Linked DNA regions of Mus musculus: region 2 is linked to region 1. A link is a contact called in public promoter capture Hi-C data. All regions are on one chromosome and are shown on one strand. Each heading gives the region's core, a stretch centred on a gene start, on an enhancer-like site or on the middle of the called end of the contact. The rest is flanking DNA. Distances are from core to core; before and after follow the strand shown.

Evidence for each region. Promoter capture Hi-C pulls out the DNA fragments that hold promoters and counts their contacts.
Region 2: a promoter capture Hi-C map of liver shows a contact between it and region 1, with 5 times the contacts expected there. The contact joins the promoter of Armc12 here to the promoter of Nme4 in region 1. A contact is called at or near these places in 2 of 39 promoter capture datasets (liver and pre-B cells).

The regions. Positions count from the first base shown.
Region 1 is chr17:26,092,793-26,100,347 of GRCm38.p6, reverse strand. Nme4 (NME/NM23 nucleoside diphosphate kinase 4) reads left to right here and starts at 4,878. Exons shown (of 5, transcript NM_019731.1): 1 at 4,878-4,983; 2 at 6,078-6,211; 3 at 6,388-6,489; 4 at 6,619-6,731. The coding sequence starts at 4,896. It also overlaps the pseudogene Gm8186.
Region 2 is chr17:28,526,477-28,534,031 of GRCm38.p6, reverse strand. Armc12 (armadillo repeat containing 12) reads right to left here and starts at 3,171. Exons shown (of 6, transcript NM_026290.3): 1 at 2,986-3,171; 2 at 1,912-2,057; 3 at 1,555-1,689. The coding sequence starts at 3,148. It overlaps Gm41506 (a long non-coding RNA gene), which reads left to right and starts at 305. Exons shown (of 3, transcript XR_003952333.1): 1 at 305-369; 2 at 4,252-4,403; 3 at 5,091-5,287.

The sequences.
Region 1 (7,555 bases), core at 3,629-6,128:
GTAACCCGACCTGGCAGGCAGGAGTGACACCCTGGACCTTCTACATAGAAGCAGCCCTCATTCCTGCATGTTTTACATACTTCCAGTAGTAACTTTAGTAGGGCAGAAAGAGGGCTAAAGGGAAATTAGAGTTCCCGGAGAGTATGAAAGAGACTGAGACAGAAAAAAGTATTGGTTAAAATACCTTTATTTTTCAGACTTGAAGAAAGGCATTAATCGACCAACTCAAACAGCCCAGTTAACCTTAAGAATCAGTACAGGGGAGCTGGAGAGGTGGCTCAGCGGTTAAGAGCACTGACTGCTCTTCCAGAGGTCCTGAGTTCAATTCCCAGCAACCACATGGTGTGTCTGAAGACAGTGACAGTGTACTCACATATATAAAATAAATAAATCTGAAAGAAAGGAAGAAAGAAAGAAAGAAAGAAAGAAAGAAAGAAAGAAAGAAAGAAGTCTAAGAGAGAAAGAGAAAGGAAGAAAAACTCAGTAGTATTTACTACTCCACAGTGGACCTGGGATGGTAGCTATAACTTGATAATCTCTGGCCTCCTGGGACACCTACATGTATGTGAGGTACACAAACTCATGCAGGTACAAAATGTACACATAAATAAAAAATTAATTAAAAGTAAGAATAATAATTACCGCCAGGCTTGGTGGCTCACACCTTTAATCTCAGCACTTGGGAGGCAGAGGCAGGCAGATATCTGAGTTTGAGGCCAGCCTGGTCTACAAAGTGAGTTCCAGGACAGCCAGAGCTACACAGAGAAACCCTGTCTCGTAACCCCCCACCAAAAAAAAAAATTAACAATAAGAGGGCTGGAGACCTGGAGACATGGTTTGGTTTAGTGGTTAAGAGTAACCACATGGTGTCTCACCACTATCTATAATGTGATCTGATGCCCTCTTCTGGCTTGCAGGTGTACATGCAGATAGAACATTCATAAAATAAACAAATAAATCTTTAAAAAAAATTAATAATAATAGAATCAATGTGGAGTCTTGCCTGGTGGTGCAAGCCAGCGCTCCCAACATTTGGGAAGATTTTTTTTTTTTTTGTGGTGGGGGAGTAAGATTTTAAAATCAAGGGCTGCCTTCGCCGTTGTGCCGAGCCCGCAGAGGAGTCGCCATGAGCAAAGCCCACCCTCCCGAGCTGAAGAAGTTTATGGACAAGAAGTTATCATTGAAGTTAAACGGTGGCAGGCATGTCCAAGGAATACTGCGGGGCTTTGATCCCTTTATGAACCTTGTGATTGACGAGTGTGTGGAGATGGCAACCAGTGGGCAACAGAACAACATTGGCATGGTGGTCATCCGAGGAAACAGCATCATCATGTTAGAAGCCTTGGAAAGAGTCTGACCTGTGCTCAGCAAGCAGTGTCCACATCCCTCCTCAAAGGCCTGTTTGATTGTGATGTAGAATTAGGTCATGTACATTTTCATATGGAACTTTTTACTAAATAAACTTTTGTGATACTCAAAAAAAAAAAAATAAAATAAAATCAAGGGCTGTCAGGATAACCTACAGGTTAAAACTCACCTCAAAATAAATAAATAAATAAATAGATCTGGGGATGGTAGAAAACTTGTCTAGCATGTTCGGGCACTGGGTTTGAACTTCAGCAAGGCACAGACCTGGTGTGGTGACCCTTGCTTGTAATGCCAGTACATGGGAAATTCAGGAGGAAGATCAGTTTATCTACATGATGAGTCTGAGGACGGCTTGGGCTATAAGAAATCCTGTCTGAACAGCAACAATCGTAGCAATAGATGGTGGATATCTGGCTCAATGCTTAAGAACACTTGCTGCAGCCGGGCGTGGTGGCGCATGCCTTTAATGCCAGCACTCGGGAGGCAGAGGCAGGCAGATTTCTGAGTTTGAGGCCAGCCTGGTCTACAAAGTGAGTTCCAGGACAGCCAGGGCTATACAGAGAAACCCTGTCTTGAAAAACCAAAAAAAAAAAAAAAAAAAAAAAAAGAAGAATGCTTGCTGCACTGAGTCTGGAACAGCCCAGTCATGGACCAGAGAATGACTGCAAAACCAATGATGTAGTGAGGACAGGAGGATTGAGGGGTTGCTCACTGTCAGTTTCCTACAAGAAACAAGAGCTCGAGGTTCTGGGAGATGCTCTACCACAAAGAATAAGGTGGAAAGTGATGGGGAAGGACAGCCAATGACTTCTTCTGGCCTTTGTGCAGAGACATACACATGTGCCTATATCACACATGTACACTCATACACACACCTATATCACACACATATACACATGTACATACACCACACACATCAGACAGGAACACTCATACACACACATATAGCACACACATATATACATGTACATAGATTACACATACACACATGTTACATACATATACAGTGCATACACTACACATACACACTCATACACATGTACATACATCACACACATTCATACACACTCATACATATATCACACACACATTCATACACACTCATACACATGTGCATACATCACACACATTCATACACACTCATACATACATCACACACACATTCATACACACTCATACACATGTGCATACACTACACATACACTTCATGGATAAATCAATAGGTAAATAAAATAAAAAGAAAAACAGCTGAGTGTAGTGGCGATGGCTTTTTTCCCCTTATTTCTTTATCATTATTATTTTGTTTGTTTGTTTGTTTGTTTCAAGACAGGTGCTTTTCTGTGTAGCCCTGGCTGTCCTGGAACTCACTCTGTAGACCAGGCTGGACTCAAACTCACAGATACCCACCTGCCTCTGCCTCCTGAGTGTTGGGATTAAAGGCGAGCGCCACTAGCAGGTCAGTGCCAGTGCAAGCCTTTAATTGCAGTGTTCCAGATGCAGAGGAGGCCAGCCTGGTCTACAGAGTGAGTTCCAGGACAGCCAGGGCTACACAGAGAAACCCTGCCTGGAAAAACCAAACCAACCAAACAAACAAAAAACAAAAAACCCAACCAGAGTGCTGCACCACTGCTAGATTAGTGGCAATGCTTTTGTTTGTTTGTTTGTTTTTGTTTTTGTTTTCTGAGACAGGGTTTCTTTGTGTAGCCCTGGCTGTCCTGGAACTCACTCTGTAGACCAGGCTGACCTCAAAGTCAGAAATTTGCCTGCCTCTGCCTCCCAAGTGCCGGGATTAAGGGCGTGCGCCACCACCGCCCGGCTGGCAATGCTTTTTTTTTTTTTCCCCTTCTTTTTAAAGATTTTTAAAATTTTATTTTGTGTATGCCTGCATGCCAGAAGTGGGCATCAGATCCCATTGTGATTGTGAGCCACCATGTGGTTGCTGGGAATTGAACTCAGAAAGAGCAGTCAGTGTCCTTTACCACTGAGTCATCTCTCCAGCCCTGGCAATGCTTTTAATCTTGGTATTTAAATAGAACTCTGTGAGTTCAAAGTCAGCTTGGTTTACATAGCTAGTTCCAGGCCAGCAAGATACACAGTGAGAAGTCGGGCGGTGGTGGCGCATGCCTTTACTCCCAGCACTCGGGAGGCTGAGGCAGGCAGATTTCTGAGTTTGAGGCCAGCCTGGTCTACAGAGTGAGTTCCAGGACAGCCAGGGCTACACAGAGAAACCCTGTCTCGAAAAAAACAACAATAAAAGTTCAAGGGGTAATATATATAATAAAATAAAGTACAACGGGTAAGAGCACTGACTGCTCTTCCAGAGGTCCTGAGTTCAATTCTCAGCAACCACATGGTGGTTCACAACCATTTGTAATGGGATCTGACACCCTCTTCTGGTGTGTCTGAAGACAGCTAGTGTACTCATATACATAAAATAAATAAATCTTAAAAAAAAAAAAGAGTTCCAAGCCAACCTCTGCTACATATGCAATGCAGTGACAGCAGCAAGGATTGATTATACCTTTGTCATAAAGTCAAAGCAATTCCCAGCTCCCAGCTGTGGTACACAGATGGGGTTGGAGAGATGACTGAGTGGTTAAGAGAGCAGTGCTTGGCCTCCCAAAAGATGTGAGTTCGGTTCCTAGCACCCATCCTGGGCAGCTCTCAACTGTTCAATGTAAATCATTTTTCTTTGGGGGTGAGTTGAGAAAGGGTTTCTCAGCAGTGGTGGCACACGCCTTTAATCCCAGCACTTGGGAGGCACAAGCAGGTGGATTTCTTAGTTCAAAGCCAGCCTGGTCTACAGAGTGAGTTCCAGGACAGCCAGGGCTACACAGAGAAAACCCTGTCTGGAAAAACAAAAACAAAAACAAAAACACAGGCGGGGGGTGGGGGGGGGGGGAGGGATTCTCAGAGAGCTTGACTCTACCTTCTTGAGGGCTAAATTCAAGGAGTATGCCACCACCACCCTGCTAGTAAATAAAAAATAACTTTTTTAATCTAGAGAGGTTTAAACAAAATAAAAAATTCCAATAAATAAATAAATTGATAGATAACTTGAAAATCAAGGATGTAATAACAGAACTGACAAATAGTCCAACTGTCAAACTTAGAGAGCCAGTTGGTATTTGCGGCGATGGCCACTCTGCCCCCAAAAGTAGATATAACAATATTTGACTGTACGTTATGAAAACAAGTATATAATCTAAAAACTGAATGAGCAACTGCAAAATTTATACATACGCGCATAGACACGCGCACACACACACATAATTTTTCATTTTTTTTCCCCCTGCAGTACTGGGGTTGGTCGAGCCCAAGGCTCTGAGCATGATAGTCAAGCGCTCCGTCACTGAGCTGCACCCTGATTTTAACAGAGATCAGTGTTTGAAGGCTATCAGCTCCAGAAGACAAGAATGTGATGTGGGGCCCCAGCGGGCCCCTTAGGGTGGAGGCGGGGCGGGGCAATGCGTGGCACCTCCCACTGCCCGCTCTGCGCGGCGTTCAGTGCGGCGCCAGCCCGCAACATGGGCAGCCTTTTCGGGCGCGTCGCGGCGCTGCGGGCGCTGTTGTGCGGGCCACGCTTTCAGTGCCTGCTGGTGCGCCCCAGTTCCGGTGAGTCCTGTGCCCGTGGGGAACTAGGCGGATGGCCGCTGCGCGGCCTTTGTTTGCGCACGTGCGGCAGCCAAAGGCTTGGTCTTGTCCCGGAGGAGTGCAAGTCCAACCCTCAGCAGCCCGGGACAGAGCTTTTAGCAGTAGAAAGCCAAAGCCGAGGCGGGGAGACTACCAGACGCTATGGGGTCACGTTCCCTCCGCGGAGCAGTTGTTGCCCGGGTATTGAAACTTGAGCCAGAGCAGGCCTAAGACACCCCGGTCATTTCCTGGGGTCTTGGCCCTTTCTATCCACTCATGGGGTGCTTTCTGAGAGCCAGATAAAGGGTATTCCTTTCATGAATCTTGGAAATTGAATAGCCTCACCAAGGCACAGACCAGCAGGCATCAGACTCTGGGGCTATCCTGGGTCTCTTGTCCCTTGGGGAACTTGCAAGTTAGGGAGACACCTCCCCCCTTTTATCAGCCTGTTGAGTTTAGTGGGCATTCATTGTGGCCTGGGGATTAGAGCCTGGTCGATCACCTCTTCTCTAACTTGGTGTTTCTCCTAACTTTGCTACCGTTTTGTGAGTCAGTCAGGGGCTAGGACCCTCTCAGAAGTAGCGTTTGTTTTTGGAGGAGACGCACGTGCCGTGGCAGCTATGTTTCTGCCCTGTAGTGTGGGTCATCCTCTGCTCAAGCCTGATCCTTGGTCCCCAGCACTTAGCCCGCCTAGACATCGTGCACTAATATTCCTTGATTTCAATGCCATTTCTCCACACCCAGAGGATAAGCTCCTTGTGGGCAAGCCTGGGCTTCACACACTGTGGTACCTGGAGTCATGTGAGGCTAGACTCAAGTTTTCTTTTCAGGGGAAAGGGAGACTTCATCACCAAGACTCTCTGGCCCCTAAGTTATCTGAGCCTTTTCAGGGAAACCATCTCCACCTTGAGCAGCTTCTGCGACTGCCAGGGCGGCTCCCCTTTGCATTTGTCTGTGTTTGTATTGTGGCAGGAACTTCCCAGTCCTTTGATGTCTGAGCTCTGTCAGGTATCTAGGTGGGAGGGCCCTGAAAATGTGGAGCATCCTCACCCCGACCTGTCTTTTTTTTTTAACAGGAGGCCCCCCCTGGCCCCAAGAGCGGACGCTGGTTGCTGTGAAGCCAGATGGGGTACAGAGGAGACTAGTGGGGACTGTGATACAACGCTTTGAGAGGCGGGGCTTCAAGCTCGTGGGGATGAAGATGCTGCAGGTATCTCCCTTGGGCTGTGGTGTCCCAAAGGCTCCTAGCACTTGCAGTTGCAAGGGTTGGGAGGTATCCATTGTAGGAGCTAGCTTCTGGAGTTGTGTCCAAAAGGTGCCCCAAACTCAGGACACCAATTGGGGGTTTATTCTCCGAGGGTTGGTCTCACACCTCTTTCCACACAGGCACCAGAAAGCATCCTTGCTGAGCACTACCGGGACCTACAGAGGAAGCCATTCTACCCAGCTCTTATCAGCTACATGAGCTCTGGGCCTGTGGTGGCCATGGTACAGCAGGGCAGGGGCAATGGAATGGGTCTTTGGGGTGTCATTCTCCGAGCAAAGGAAAGGGCTTGGATTGAGCCCAGGGCACCCAGGGTCCCCAGCTTCTCTCGAACCCCCATATCTGTGCTGCAGGTCTGGGAAGGCCCCAATGTGGTCCATATCTCAAGGGCCATGATAGGACACACCGACTCAACAGAGGCAGCCCCCGGGACAATCAGGGGCGACTTCAGTGTTCACATCAGCAGGTATGGAGGCCCTGACACCCTTAGTCTCCCAAAGTGGGGCAAAGAAGGCCAGTGTTAGTCAGGCGGCTGTGACAGTGACAGTGACACCCCCTTAATCCTACCGCTCAGGAGGCAGAGGCAGCCAGATCTCTGAGTTTGAGGACAGCCTGGTCACAAAGGGGAGTTCCAGAACTGCCAGGGCTTCACAGAGAAACCCTGTCCAAAAAAAAAAAAAAAAAAATCCTTGAGAAGTGGGAATCTTGCTGGGCTGAAAGAAAAGCCAGGTTTTTTTTTGAGATCTGTTCTCAGGTAGGCCAGATTGTCTCTGAGCTTATTGAAGGTGTCTTAAACTTTTTTTTAAAAGATTTGTTTATTTTACTTATATGAGTACACTGTAGCTGTTTTCAGACACACCAGAAGAGGGCATGGGATCCCATTACAGATGGTTGTGAGCCACCATGTGGTTGCTGGGATTTGAACTCAGGACCTCTGGAAGAGCAATTAGTGCTCCTAACCGCTGAGCCATCCCTCCAGCCCCTGTCTTGAACTCCTTAGTCTCATATCTCTACTGCCTGAGTGCTGAGCTTACAGTAGGCTTCCATGCCTGACTAAAACCACTTTTTCCTGGCTCTTTAGTATTCTGTTTTGGTCGCCAACCACGAGGGGCGTCTCTGATTACCGGTAGGGAGAGGCAGCTGTCAGAAGTTAGTATATAGGCTGGCCTCTGAGCTTGGGAGAAACTGAGGCCAGGAGAGATGCAAATGTCCAGCCCTTCTTACTGCCCACCCTTTCCCCTTCCTCCTTCCCTTCATTTTTCTCATGTAATCTAGGCTGGTCTCAAACTG
Region 2 (7,555 bases), core at 1,922-4,421, 2.4 Mb before region 1:
GTATAGCCCTGGCTGTCCTGGAGCTCACTTTGTAGACCAGGCTGGCCTCGAACTCAGAAATCCGCCTGCCTCTGCCTCCCGAGTGCTGGGATTAAAGGCGTGCGCCACCACACCTGGCTCACAACCATCTTTAATGAGATCTGATGCCCTCTTCTGGTGTGTCTGAAGACAGCTACAGTACTCATATATATAAAATAAATAAATACAATCTTTTAAAAAAATATCCCACAATGGACAAACAGTGAGGTAGTCACAAAACAGACCACGGTACGTCATGCACTGTGAGAAGAAGGGATGAGCTTAGTCGTCAATGCTTCCGGAGCAAAGGCAGACCACAGAGAAGTACAAGCTGCAAATGGATGTCTATGCGTAAGTATACCTTCCCTCCCTATGCCATCGGTGTCGTCCCTGAAGCAGCAATAACTAACACACAATATCCCTGAGCACACGGGACTTCAAACACAGCACACTGCGCTTTACCTATCTGTCTGCCTTGCCGTACAAGTGCGCATGCGCAGGGCTGCGCAAGCGCAAGGGTGCCTGCACCTACAGCATCTTATGTGAGGTCATAACCCTTCCGGAGGGGAGGATGGGATTGAGAGAACCCCATTATGCCCATGCTGTTTCTCAGTTTGGGGCTGGCCACATTTAGGGAAGGCTTTTGTTGTTGTTGTTGTTGTTTTCCTGCCATGTGGGAGAAGGTGCTGCATGCACGTGCTCATGGGTGCGGAGTGGGGCCGGGGTGGGGGGCGGTCAGAGGGCAACCTGTGGGAATTGGTTCTCTCCTTCCACCATGTGGGGCCCTGGAAATTGAAATCAGGTTGTGAGGCTTAGAAGCAAACGCCCACTTGCCCACTGAGCCATCTCGCCCCTGGGTTTCGTTAGAAGAATTACTTTCTTTTCTTTCTTCTTTTCTTTCTTTATTTGGTTTTTCAAGACAGGGTTTCTCTGTGTAGCCCTGGCTGTCCTGGAACTCACTTTGTAGACCAGGCTGTCCTCGAACTCAGAAATCCTCCTGCCTCTGCCTCCCAAGTGCTGGGATTAAAGGCGTGCGCCACCACCGCCCGGCAGAATTGTTTTTCTTTCTGCCTCACACATATAAGATAGAAATGTTTTAAGCCGGGCAGTGGTGGCGCACACCTTTGATCCCAGCACTCAGAAGGAAGAGGCATGAGGGCCTCTGAATTTAAGGCTAGCCTTAGCCTACATAGTGAGTTTCAGGCCAGATAGGACTACACAGATACCCCCACCCCCCAAAGCAGGAAAGTGTGGTAACCCCAGTTTCACAACCTGCCTGTCAGAAGTCAAACGACATCTAGCCTTGAAATGACAAGTCTTGTGAGTTACACGGTTAACTCCAATTGTAAGTTACGCACCAGTGTCTAAGAATCTGCTCTTTGGGGGTCCAGTGTCGTGCAGACATGTGGAGACTTGAGTGGCCCTGGAGGAAGCTGACCACTGTCTCCTCCTCCGGGTTACAAACTCGGCTTCAAACAAACTTCACCATTCAGCTGTCAGATTAAAGGACCCAGACCGGATCTTACCCAGGCTCACCTGGATTTTGAGCCTGAATTTCCTGATGCCAGAGAAAGCTTTAAGTGCATTCAGAGCTTGGATTTTTACACTGTTGTCCTTCTCATCTAGCATGTCAGCCACCAAGTCGATGTCATCCATAGTACAAGAAGAGGCCTACAGTGTGTGAGGAGAGGTGGGGGAGACGGGAGAAGCGGGTGTCTTGGCCTGCACTGTCCCCCAAGTCTCTGAGGCCTTCTTTTCTTTGATGCTAGCAATCAGAGGGACAGGTCTGAGGACGCTGCCTGAGGTTACGGGTGAGCTACAAGCCAAGGACCAGACTGACTGGGAGGGCCCGGCTAAGCTCCGCCCCGCCCCGCCCTGCCCGGCCCCGCCCACCTCAGCCTCCAGCAAGTACACGCAGCGGGTGATGTTATGAAGGATCATGCTCCTGGTATACTCATCCTGTTTGCAGTCTAGAGAGTTGAGAAGTCTTCGAATCTCACCGGAGTCCCGCCCGTGGCGCTCTCTCTCGATGGCCAGGCCTAGAAAGCACCCCAGTCCACAGTTAGGGATACGGACTTAGAATTAGGAAAAGCAAGGGGCTGGGAAGTGGGGGAGAGGGAAGGAGGGAGCTGAGGGCAAAGGCTGTGCCTAGCGCTTCACGCTTCACAGACTGCTGCAACACCAACTGTGCACCGCACCAAGAACCTAATCTAATAATGTGCCATCTGCCCTGTCAGGCACTCGTTTGTCCACAATGACAACTTTCCTGGTGTGTAGCGCCAACAAGTAGGGTTCTGCTTTCACCAACAATCTCAAATTACTGACCCTTTTCCTGATGGCACAAAAGTACCCTAGGGAGAGTAGAGAGATGACTCAGTGGTTAAGGACACTGACTGTTCTTCCAGAGGACCTGAGTTCGATTTCTAGCAGCCAGATGGTGACTGACAAACATCTGTTTCTTCAGTCTGGGGATCCAATGCTCTCTTCTAGCCTCTGTGGGCACTGCACACACACACACACACACACACACACACACACACACACACACAGGCAAAACACCCAAACACATCAAATAAAGTCCCCCACGACCTAGTTGGAAACTCTGGGCAAAAGGTGTCTCAACTTTTCTTCCCTTCAGTATCTTCAGATCCTAGGCAAGAGCAGGACAGATAAAAAGCTCTTGATTTCCATTTCCAATACATAGAACAGAGAAAGCCAAGCTGATGGTTCCTGGCTGGAGACTTGGCTCTATGAAACCTGCTACCCAGAGACTCCCAAACTAGCTTCTATAGCAGAGCCTTGCCTCAGGTGCTGGGAAGGAGGAGGGGAACTGAGACAGACCGGAGGAGAGAAAGAAGGAAGGAGGAAAGAGGAGCTTGAAAGAGTCACCTTTGCCCCCACCCCCCAGGGGAGGCCTTAGGGAGGCTTCCTGGGGCAGAGCCCTCTCCCCAGGACCTGGACACTTACGGGCAATGCAGATCGGCGAGTTGGAGCAGAGTGGCGGATGACATTTTAAGCCAGTCCTGACGGCCTTGTACAGCAGGTATAAGGCCCCGGCGCCTGTAGCCAGGCCCACGAAGCTTTTGATGAGGTCCAGTTGCTCCAGGAACCGGGGAATGGTCTTGCCCATGTCTTCCGTGCTGCCTTGTGGCTAGGTAGGAGCTAGGCCTGGAGAGAACATTCTAGAACCAGAACCCTGGCAGGGCCCAGAACCAGGGTACTAGAATCAGCACTAGGCAACAAAGGACACTTAGGAGATGACGGGGTCCAGGAGGCCTCAGAGTGGTTCAGAGGAGGGAAGGTGCTACTTTAGGAGGCTGAGAAGAAGAAGTCAGAGACTCTAGGGGTAGAAGGGAGGGAGGGAGTGGGGCTCAGAGGCACCGCTTGCCTAGCGTGGAAAGGCTCATCTCTTCGGAGCTTTATGGGGTTTTGTCATCTATTTGTTTATTTTTTTCTTTCTGGTTTTTTTTTAAAGATTTATTTATTTATGTATATAAGTACACTGTAGCTGTCTTCAGGCATACCAGAAGAGGGCACCAGATCCCATTACAGATGGCTGTGAGCCACCATGTGGTTGCTGGGAATTGAACTCAGGACCTCTGGAAGAGCAGCCAGCGCTCTTAACCGGCTAAGCCATCTCTCTCTCCAGCCCCTTATATTTGTTTGTTTATAAACAGTGTAACCCTCACTATGTAACCCTGGCTGGCCTAGATCTGAGAAATCTGCCTGCTTCTGCCTAACCCTTGCTGGGTTAAAGGTGTGCATCACCACACCTGGTTTTTTACATTGAGGTGTGTCAAAGTCACATGCACGTGGATACCCAAGGCGTGCAGAAGAAAGTGTTGGACCCACTAGAACTGGAGTTGCAGACAGTGGTGAGCTGAGCCAGGTGTGTGCCAGTAACCAACCTTGGGTCATCAGGAAGAGCAAGAGCACCTAGCTGTGTGGTGCCCTCTCTCTACCTCCTCTCTGTAGTTTTTGAAATATCACCTAATTCAGGCTCTTACTATATTGTTAAGAATAACCTTTCCAGGAGCCGGGCGTGGTGGCGCACGCCTTTAATCCCAGCACTCGGGAGTCAGAGGCAGGTGGATTTATGAGTTCTCGAGGCCAGCCTGGTCTACAAAGTGAGTTCCAGGACAGCCAGGGCTACATAGAGAAACCCTGTCTCGGACCCCCCCCCCCAAAAAAAAAGAATAACCTTGATTGATCTTCCTGCCTCTACCTCCCTAGTGGCTGGCAGGTTACTGGTATGCATCACCACCGCCCAGCTCCTGTATGGTTGTGGATCTAAGTGTTGCGGCTCAGAAGGAAAAGGCTTCCGCTACGGAAATGGACTGTGCAGGGGAAGGTTTCTCCAACAAAAGTGTTACAGCCCTGCTCAGGTAGGGGGAGATCCCAGAAAAAGCTCTGCTCCCATGAAAATGTTAGAGTTGCTGCTAGAGGTATCCTGGCAATTGGGAGCCAGGGAATAACACAAGGTCACCCTGCATAACCAACAAGCGGCATACAAGAGATTGTGTCTATTGTGTCTGTTGGGAGGGTGGCTGTCTCTGCTCGAGTGAGAAGCTGCAGAGAACTGAGCAGAAGGCAAAACTTATATAAGATTTCTTGCTGCCTGGGTTGGGGGCAGGGAGATTTTCCTGTGGAGATTTCCAAGATGAGGATTGGTGGGATTTCAATTCCTGAGCTTGAGCGAGCTCAGGGATTGGTGGATTTTCCTGTTCAGGATTGGTGGGTTTTGTGGCAAGCCCAGGGGCTGGTATAGGATTCTATTTCTTGTTTCTGGTCTTGGGCTTAGGGTCAAGTCCGGGTCTGGGTGTTTATCCTTTGCCTTTTTATCCTACAGTGGGAGTGCCTGGGAGATGTGTGTGTGTGTGTGTGTGTGTGTGAGTGTGTGTACATGTGTGAACTTGTGTGTGCACCTGTGTCAGATATATATATATGCATGTGTGTTCACACACATGTACACAGGCCAGAGGATAATACTAAGTGTCTCCTTTGGGCTCACTCTCTCTCCATTGTATTTTATTACTTATTGTATTTTATGTATGTGGATGTTTTGGTTTTAGGTACGTATGTGCATCCATGAATGTCAGGTTGGAAGACAGGGTGAGATCTAGCAGTGGAGTTAGACCCTTGTGAGGTACCATGGAGATGCTGGGAGCCGAACCTGGTTCTTTGCAAGAGCAACCAATCGTCTTGACCACTGAGCCATCTCTTCAGCTCCCTCTTACTACATTAATATTACATTATGTTTCTATGCTTCTATCTGTGTGTGAGTCTGTGAACATCAATGCAGATGCCCGCAGGGGCATCACATCTTCCTGGAGCCTGAGTTACAGGTAGTTTCAAGCTGCCAGACAGATGTGCGTGCTGGGAATTGAACCAGGTAGCATGCTTGAGAGACATCTCTCTAGGCCCCGCTCCATCATAATTCCTGAGACAGGAACTCTCACTAAACCTGAGGCTCACTCACTTAGCTCAAGGGTATCCCTCTGTCCCCAACTCCCCCACGGCTCAGATTACACTAGTGTGCCTGGCTTTTGCTTGTTGATTTGTTTGTTCTTCGAGACAGGGTTTCTCTGTGTAGCTCTGGCTGTCCTAGGACTCACTTTGTGTAGACCAGGCTTCCCAAGTGCTGGGATGAAAGGTGTGCACTGACACCTTCCAGCTTCCTGTTTTATTTTTAATTAGCATACGTATTCATTGTTCAAACTGAGGAGTTTCACTAAGACATCGCATTCACTTCTCCAGTTCCTTTTTCTTTGAGCCAGGTTTGAGGGGCCAGCGGGTGCCTCGGGCCACTGCCCTTTCTTCCACTAGAGGGCAGCAGAGGCCCACTTCTAGGCTTGGGCCTTTGGGTGTCTTTCCTGACAGCTTGGGGGAAGCTCACCAGCAGCTTCCTGAACTATGTGTTGCGTTCCCACTATGAGTGGCAGACTATTCCTCAAGCATCGATGCCTCTTCCCACCCGAGTTTGAAAACAACGGATGGACACCTTAGACAGTTCTGCTGTCCTGTTGTTCTGCTTCCAATTGCAGCTGTGGAGTCGGCCTCCCTGAGGAAATCTCAAGGCTGCTTGGCTTTGTTGGCAGCATCCCAGATGGAGGCTTGCACTTGGTAGCTCTTTAAGCTATGTTGTCAGTGCTTAAAGGCTTAGACACAGCCCTCACTGTTTGCAGAGAGGGACTTGGTGCCTCTCTTTGTAACATGGCCCTAAAGGGAGAGAGAGCAGCTTTGCCTGGGCTGTGTCTGCATTTGCAGACCGAAGGGTCTATGTTTTCATTCGCACTCCAGAGGTGCCTGGAACATTCTCTCCTCTCGCCACAGCCTCTGGTGGTGACTATGGCCATGAGCTTCCTCCCCCTCCCCCCCTTTCGAGCTAGGGTAGGAGAGTCTGGACAGAGATTAAACTGTTACAGCTTGACAGGACCCACCCACTCAGAACCGCGACTCACTGTTTGCCATGGTGTAGGGAGCATGGAACACACCTATGCCCGGCATCTTCTTGTCCTCTCTGAAAATCTGCCTGGGAACCTCAGGGACTCCCAGCAACATGGAACACAAGGAAAAGGAGCAAAGTCCCTTGAAGATTCTACTGCCTTGGGATCACCTGTCACTTCCCACCAATTCAAGGCAGGAAAACAGTTCCCCCCCACCCCCAGGACTGTCACCTTAGGGTCAAAAGCCACTTTAGCTGGGCTGAGACTGGGTCTCTGCTCTGCCTTCTCACCCAGTCTTTTTACCCTTTCTGACCCCAATCGAGATGATTTAGCAAATTTCACGTTTCCCTTTTTTCTTCTGTTTTCTGGTGTTTGTGGTGTGCCCCTGTGTGTGCCCGTGTGTACCCACTTGCTTTAGAGTATATGCAGACCTGTGTGTGCAAGCATGTAGAAGCTCAAGGTCAACTTGCTACAATCTTTCTGTGTTCTGCTTTGTTGAGATAAAACAGGTGACCAGATAAAACAGGTGGGGAAAGGGTCTCTTTACCTTTCACTTCCACGTCTCAGTCTGACACTTAGGGAAATCAAGGCAGGGACTGAAGCTGAAGTCAGGGAAGGTCTTTTCCCAGCTCACTCTTCGGCTCATGGTCAGCTGACCTTTTTTTTTTTTAAAGATTTATTTATTATTATACATAAGTACACTGTAGCTGACTTCAGACGAACCAGAAGATGGCACCAGATCTCATTATGGGTGGTTGTGAAGCCACCATGTGGTTGCTGGGATTTGAACTCAAGACCTCTGGAAGAACAGCCAGTACTCTTAACCACTGAGCCATCTCACTAGCCCAATTCTACCTAACTGCTTAGGAATGGTGCCTCAATTAGCAATCCAGAAAACGGGCCACAGGACTGGAGAGATGGCTCAGAGGTTAAGAGCACTGACTTCTCTTCCAGAGGTCCTGAGTTCAATTCCCAGCAACCACAAGGTGGCTCACAACCATCTATAATAAGATCTGATGCCCTCTTCTAGTGTGTCTGAAGACAACTACAGTGTATTCATATACATACATAAATAAAATCTAGAAGAAATA